Linked DNA regions of Mus musculus: region 2 is linked to region 1. The links are chromatin contacts, called in public Hi-C maps. All regions are on one chromosome and are shown on one strand. The core of a region is the stretch at or near the end of the contact, and the rest is flanking DNA. Distances in the headings are between cores, read along the strand shown.

What was found. A called contact is a pair of places that touch in the nucleus more often than the background predicts.
Region 2: a contact with region 1 is called in a Hi-C map of the HPC-7 cell line, with 2.6 times the contacts expected there. The contact joins the promoter of Tpcn1 here to the enhancer-like site in region 1. A contact is called at or near these places in 2 of 39 promoter capture datasets (cranial neural crest and second pharyngeal arch cranial neural crest), 1 of 484 Hi-C or Micro-C datasets (the HPC-7 cell line), 3 of 115 datasets of contacts at active chromatin or transcription factors (embryonic forebrain, embryonic midbrain and neural tube) and 1 of 9 other capture datasets (pancreatic islet).

Annotation. Positions count from the first base shown.
Region 1 is chr5:120,163,971-120,167,550 of GRCm38.p6, forward strand. The region is part of intron 21 of Rbm19 (RNA binding motif protein 19); the gene reads left to right. Among named protein-coding and RNA genes, the nearest start is that of Gm10390, 26 kb to the left of the region's middle. Within about 2 kb of position 1,766, at least 85 of the 459 cell types and tissues checked have an H3K27ac peak or open chromatin away from gene starts, as enhancers often do. A contact at or near this core is called in the HPC-7 cell line, where this site is marked.
Region 2 is chr5:120,586,566-120,590,145 of GRCm38.p6, forward strand. It overlaps Tpcn1 (two pore channel 1), which reads right to left and starts at 2,048. Exons shown (of 28, transcript NM_145853.2): 1 at 1,938-2,048. It overlaps Iqcd (IQ motif containing D), which reads left to right and starts at 2,458. Exons shown (of 5, transcript NM_029408.2): 1 at 2,458-2,529.

The sequences.
Region 1 (3,580 bases), core at 516-3,015:
TCTGGCCATCCCCAGCTATGGTCGCACTGTCAGTTCTTCCAAATGGAATGGGAGGGGGATGTAGGCTCTCCGGCCCCTGCTCCTGTGCCGCTAGCCTAGCACAGCTCCACATTGTGCCTCTCTGTAGCCATGGCCTCTTCCTCACCTTGCCGCCTCTGAGAAAAGTGCTGCTAACCCACCTGTGAGCTGAACACTAATGGCCACAAGGCCCTCACCCTTCTCCATTGACTCCCCTGAGCTTCCCACACTCGATCCCACCTGGCCCTGGTTGAATTTTATTTTATTTTATTTTATTTTATTTTTTATTTGAATCATTGCCTCCTTTTGCCCCGTGGACCCGCCCACTGGGAGATGGTCCTCTCTTGGCCTGCTTGTCTCTACCCAGATCCCTTGGCTCTCGGACACTGATGGACCACACCGTTGCCCCCTCCGCTTTCCCTGTGGGATTGAATGGAGTCCTGTGTCAGTTTGTTTGGCCCCAAATAAATGGTGCAGCTCACAGATTCATCTCCTGCTCTCCCCCTCTCTCAAAACTCACTAGCTGTCGTGCACGCTGTTGTTTATTATTGTTTTCTTTCCCAGACTTTAAAAATAACAGTTGTCCCAGCCTGGGCGAGTTGCCCTCCCTGAGTGCTGGCAGGCGCGCTGGCATGAATCAGTGCTGCTCACTGCTCGCCGTCTCCCTTGCCCACCATCCCCCATGCCTCTCTGGGAAGCCTCCAAGGCCTTCCTTCCAGCCTGCTCTCCAGACACTGGCTCTGTCAGTGCCTGCAGTGGCATCTCTACTCCTGGCCTCGGGCTTGGCCGTCACTAGCTGCTTCCTCGGGTGCTGAAGGAGCACACGACAGGCCAAACCCTATTGCTCTGGAAAAGTGGTCACCTCCCAGCCGCCAACCTGGCATCCCCCAGACTTCCTACCAAGGCTTCCTCACAACCCTGAGCAGGGCTGGGTGGGTTTGAGGATCCTCCCAGTACCATGGGGTGGGGATTTTAGAGCCTTCCAGTATGATGGGGTAGGATACTAGAGCCTTCCAGTGCCATGGGTGGGGTTCTAGAGCCTTCCAGGATGTGGGGTGGGGTAGAGTTCTGGAGCCTTGCAGTGTCATGGGGTGGGTTCTGGAGCCTTGCAATGTTGTCGTGGGGTGGGTTCTGGGGCCTTTCTGCTAGTGTCAGTTGTCAGAAGTGTCCAGAAGGCCAGAGCTCCTCAGTGCTGTCCTCTAGAGCAGTTTACTTCCTTCTTCCACTTCCTCCTTTGCCTGGGAGTTCCCCAGGATGTGGTGGTCCCAGCTAGATACTCAGGAGCTGTTCAAGAGCACAGTGTAGCAACTGTGTCTAGAGTCGGGGGCAGGGGACTCCGTGAGGCAGAGTAGGAGGTGAGAGACTTCGCAGCAAGACCTCAGGTGGGGTCATTGTGGCTTGCCCCAGAGGATCACCCTGGTCATGATAGGGTGAGAGAGACACACAAAACAGAGAAGCTGGGGCAAGCTAAGCGTATGCTCACCCAGCAGTCAGCATATGCTTTCTACAGAAGGTGCCAGGTGCCACTGGGTCTGTCCAGCCATCAGCATCCAGGAGACACAGCATCAGTGAATAGCAGAGAGCCTTCCTAGAGTGCAGTCAGAACATGGAGGAAGAGAATTGAGCTGGGGGACCAACAAATGCCAGCCCCTTGCATATGCTCACAGAGGCCACCCCTAGGTCATAGCCTACTTTGCACTCTGCTCCCTTGGCTGCCTAGTGATCAGGGTTAAAGGTCGGTCTGTGTTTGCTTAGAAAGTCTCCACGTGAATGGTAAGCTGTCTGGCCAGGGGGCTCCAGAGGCCAGCACTCCTCCAGGCATGCCCAGTTCAGCTTGTCACTCAAGGCTCAGGAAGAGAGGTTTCCTTAGTCTCAGCCTTCAGGAGAGACTGTCTTGTACTTCGTCCGTCCTGTACCCTCCCTGCATGTCCCTAGAATACCCAGGTTATACAGTGCAGTGCAGCCACCACCTCTGTACAACATAGCTGCTCACTGCCATGTTTTTTCCAGTGTTTTAATAAAGTTTTATCAACAGCCAGCCATGTCTGTCCACTGGCTGCTTTCCAGGTACAGGGAGAGCCGAGTAGTCACAACACCATAGCCAGTTATGATCCGACCTTTATAGAAAATGTGTGTGCACCCCACCGTAACAGTGGCTGCCAACTGTCACTTCCTAAAGCCTTTTGGAATCTGCCACTGCTAACCCTGGGCCCTTGTCAACCACTCTGGGAAAAGGAAGGAGGGAAGGGGGGGGGGGAGTCTGCCTGAGCGCCTGTCCCTCCGTCTAGAGACTTGGTGCTAGATGAAGGAAGGCTGCCACCCTGTGCAACTGTGAGCGCCAGGCCACAGTGACAGCACGTGGCATCCTTCTCTCTGCCCTTTATACAGTCTTCCTTGGCCTAAAGGTTCTGCTTCCCTACAGCATGGGGATTGGGAATTCTTTTCCTAGAGACAATGTCAGGAGGCCATAGAGACCTTTGAGTCTTGGGGTACATCGCTCTGTACCCTTGCAGAGAAGGCAGCACCCAGTAGCCACACCTCAGCCATGCTTCAGCTCCTTCTTCACTGCCAGTTGGTGGTGGTGGAAGTGACCTGGCTGTCTAGCATTCTCAGTGGGGCATCTTCCCCCTTGCCCAGGAAGACCTGCCTTTCTCCTTTCCCCTTCCTATCTTCCTGGTCACCATCCCTGGTCAGGATCCAGTTGCCAGGAGGCTCTTTGCCCCTAACTTGGCTTTAGTATAGACAGTCAGTAGTTCTGGAGAACAACTACAAAGCAGCTTCACGCCTGCATGGTTGCCGATGATGTGCAACTGTCATTATGTTTTGAGTGTTGGAGTGCATCCCTAAAGTGACTGACAGGGTGTGGCAGGGTGTGTGAGGACTGGGAGGAAGGGGGAGAGGCTGATACAAGTCCAGGCACTCAGGAGAGGTGATAGAAGTCTGATAGAAGACTGATGGAAGTCCAGATGCTCTGTGGGGTGACCAGCCACAGCCCACTGTGACCTGCTCCAAGCAGGTGTGAGCAGGTGGGGCTGTGCATGCATTCTGGGGAGCAGGCCTGAGCAGCCATGGGTCAGTGGAAAGAATATTTTCTGGCTCAGTGCCCTGGCTTCGCCTGTGGGTCCCAGCCCCTGCTCACCTCATGACCCCTTCTTCCCACACCCTACCCTGGCTCCCAGAGCCTGCTTTTTTTTTTTTTTTAAGATTTATTTATTTATTATATGTAAGTACACTGTAGCTGTCTTCAGACACACCAGAAGAGGGAGTCATATCTCATTATGGATAGTTGTGAGCCACCAATAAGGTTGCTGGGATTTGAACTCTGGACCTTTGGAAGAACAGTCAGGTGCTCTTACTCACTGAGCCATCTCACCAGCCCCCAGAGCCTGCTTCTAATGAAGACCCTGAGACAGTTTAGTCTGAATGGTGCGTTCATCCTTGGTGTCATAATCCGACGGATTCGGATGGGAGAGGGTAGGGCAGGTCCCACACGGCCATACACACATCTGGAACACCTGGATCGCTGAGGTTTCTCGAGTTGGGGTGGAATTAACAGTCAAAA
Region 2 (3,580 bases), core at 798-3,297, 420 kb after region 1:
GTAATTACTCTTGGGAATACATAAGATCATCCTGGCTTTGCTGGTGGCCGACAGGAATTCTTCTTGCATGACCTTTGCGCTCCTCTACGGGAGATGTTCAATGAGGAAGAAGCACTTGCACATTCCTTACAACTTATAATCAGAGTCCTTTTCAAAAGCCCCATCCTTCCTTCTCTCCAGGTTTAAACCCTCAGGACTGGCCTGTTCGAGAAGCTGTTTACACAGACCGGCTTCTGCTTACTGAGATAAAAAGAAAGGCAGGACTCAGCAGATCTGCCCGGGGACCTTTGAACTTAGAGACAGCAGCAGGTTGCTGCCTCCAACTGTGGCCAGTGCACCAGACATAGTCCGCCTCCAAACCAATCCTCGGCAGGACAACTGGGCAATGTCTGCCCCCTTTCCAGGAACGATGGATGGGAACATCACCAGGCAGAGACAGCCTGTCTCTCTTAACAGAGGCGGTGGCGGCAGCGGAGATAAACACCACTTTCTGCAGCAGCCTGCTAAGCCTGAAAGACTCTGCCTGGCAAAGTTCCTGCAAGTGGGGGGTGGGGAGGGGGTTGTTCGTTTGTGTTTTTTGTTTTCCTTTTCCAGATTTGAGAATTTATTTTGCTTGGAAATCTCAACAAGGGGAGACAGAAGAGGAACTCCCACAAGATACCCGTCATTTGGCTGCCTAAAGAACTGCAGTGTGTTTTGAATTTTGGCTTAACTCTCTCCTCCCCCAGTGCCTTGCATAGACTAGGCTCACACTTCTAACGCACTCCACAGCAGAGGGATTACAAGGATGTACTTTGAGGCCATGAGGAGGAGGCTCTAACAGTGTGTTCTCGCTATTCACTTGGAAGGCAAGAAGCTCTCCCAACGCATGACAACAGGTTTCTAATGTTCGTCACTAGCATCCTAGGGAGATCCTCCCAGTGGGTTTTACATTTTAACAGCGGGATGCATGACTCCATTCTAACATGCCTGGTCTCACCTCAATGGCTCTCGCCTGGAGTGACTTTGTCCCCACTGTCTAGAAATATTTCCAGCATCACAACTTGGGATTGATTGCGAGGGAGTCCAGAGAGGCTACTGAACATCTACAGTACACAGCTGTAGACCCCACCCACAGGAAACAACCTCCTGGCTCCGACTCAACGGCTCTGCCCTCAGTTGGTTAGCGCCCACTTGATACATGAGGCAGCTTAGCGTGGCCTCTCCCAAGTAAAGAGCCACAAGTAGTCATGGAACGCAGGGGACACTGCCCACTTCAGCGCAGCCCCACCAACTATTCCTAGAAACTGCACTCCACTTAGGCGAAATCCACCAACCGCTTTCTTGTTTTTTGTCTTTGGTGGTAGGGATATCCCTATGGAGCTTTGAAGCTTTGAAGTTGCCATTCTCCTGCCTTTGCCTCCTGAAGAGCCTATGACTTTTCAAAGAGAAAGAAACGGGGCCCAGAGAGGGTAAGTAAACTGTCCAAGGTCACACAGCAGACTCGGAGCTCCTAAGGTCCAGCCCTTTGGCAGACCTTGGTTCTCTCTCTAGCGGAGACCCAGCGAGTCACCCCTGGGGTAAGGTCACCCCTGGAAGAAGGTCCCGGAATCAGATAGCTAGCTGCCATCCTGCGATCTGTCCCCTGAGGCAGACTGACCCAGGCAGGAGTCCCCGGCCAGGTCACAAGAGGACACAGCAGGGAGGTGAGCAGGGAGGAAGGGTCGCTCGGGGGCTCTAGCTCCCCACGATCCCCATCGCGATCCGGGTCGCCCCAGGAAGTCAGGCCAAAGAAAAGGGGTGCAGAGAGAAGGGGATCCGCAAGGAGAGAGCATGCCGGCCACCTCCCAGGGCCCCGCCTCGGGCTTCTGGAGCACTCAGCCCCAGCCCCTTCTCTGCACCTTCTGACCCCTGACCCTTGCCCTCGGGCCAAGATCGCGCACCCCTCGGATCCTTACACGCGCCGTCCCGGGATCCCGCACTGTGCACTGGGTCTGCACAGCGTAGCTCAGCCCGCAGTTGCCGCCGCCAATATCCCCAGCGCGGAGCCTCAGCAGCCGCCACCGCCGCCTCACCGCTGCCACAGCGGCAGCTGCGCCAGCCTTCGCATCCGCCGACTCCTGTCACTCAGCCCCGAAAGCCCCGCCCACGGCCCTAGGCCACAGCCTACTGGCCATCAGAGGGGTCGCAATGAAATTTGACAGGGTAGACTACACGTCACTCAGCGTTCTCACAGCCCTCCTCCCAAAGGGAGGGCGGGGCGAGGAAGCAACACCCCTTTCCTCCCCACCCCACCCCCACCCCCGCCTCACTCGCGCAACCAACAGGAATCCTGCGTCTTTCCATTGGCGAAACGTCAGAGAGGCGGGGATTTTGATTGGCCATCTTTCAGGAGGCGGAGCCAACGCAACCCGATTCGAAGTTAAATGGTGAAAAAGAATGTCAGTCAAACTCAAAGTCCCGCCTTCTAAGAGTGGCTCGTAACCTAGCAACATAAGGGCCGCCGAGTTGCTTAACTGTGGGCCAAGAAACTTGCATCTTGAGGAGCTGGTGAGTGACAGCGGGGAAGCCCCAGGCTGCAGGCTGTGTGCACCTAGTAGGCACGCCGTCCAGTGATTTCTCCCCTCCAGGCGTCCGCGCCCCACTTGCCATCCCGTCCAGCTCCAGGTCCTCACTCCCTTGCCCAACCTCCATCCTGTCCTCCTCTAGGCCTCCTGCAAGCACCATCAAGTATCCTCTTCTGATAGTCTTGCTTCCTGTCTGGTCCACCTGCCATTTCATAGTCCCTCTCCTCATCTCTTACTGATACCATTTGTGAAGTTCACATCGAGTGAACTTAGTTCAAGTAATTGGATGGGTTGGTTTGTTTTGGTGCCCACTGTCCGCACTATGTTCAGAGGTCAGCTTGCTGGGTGCGTGACCCCCTTCAGTGTATGCTTAAAATAAGGATTTGTTGTTTGTTTTGATTTTGGAACAAGGTCTCACTATGTAGTCTCGAACTCACTCTGTAGACCAGGCTAGCCTCAGACTCACAGAGATCCACCAGTCTTTGCCTTTGAGTACTGGGATTAAAAGCATGTGCCACCACCCTTGGTCTAATTAGGTTTTTTCCCCTTTAATTGTTAAAGTTTTATTATCATTATTAATATTATTATCACTATGTCTGCGTTGGTGGGGTATGTGAATGTGAATACAGACAAAGGGTTTTGGATCCTCTGGAGCTAAAATTAATTACGGGTGGGCAGTTGTGAGCCACCTGTCATAGGTGCAGGGGACTAAACTCTAGTCCTTTCAAAAAGCCGTACACGCTCTTTTAAAATAACGTAAAGCTTTATTTATTTTTACTTTATATGTATCTGTGGGTGCCTACGTGTATGTGAGTGCACAAGGTATGTTCACAACGTGTGTGTGCTGTGACTGCCAGGCTAATTGCAGTGATCCCCGCCACGACTTATTCTACCCTAACTCCCTCTGTCTAAGCATTTCCTAGGACATTCTCTTGGCTCATACAACGAATAATTCACATATTTAACATGGGCTTATTGAGTGCTTAGTGTGTGTCTTAGTTAGGTTTTGACTGCTCGCTTTACACCTTGACCAA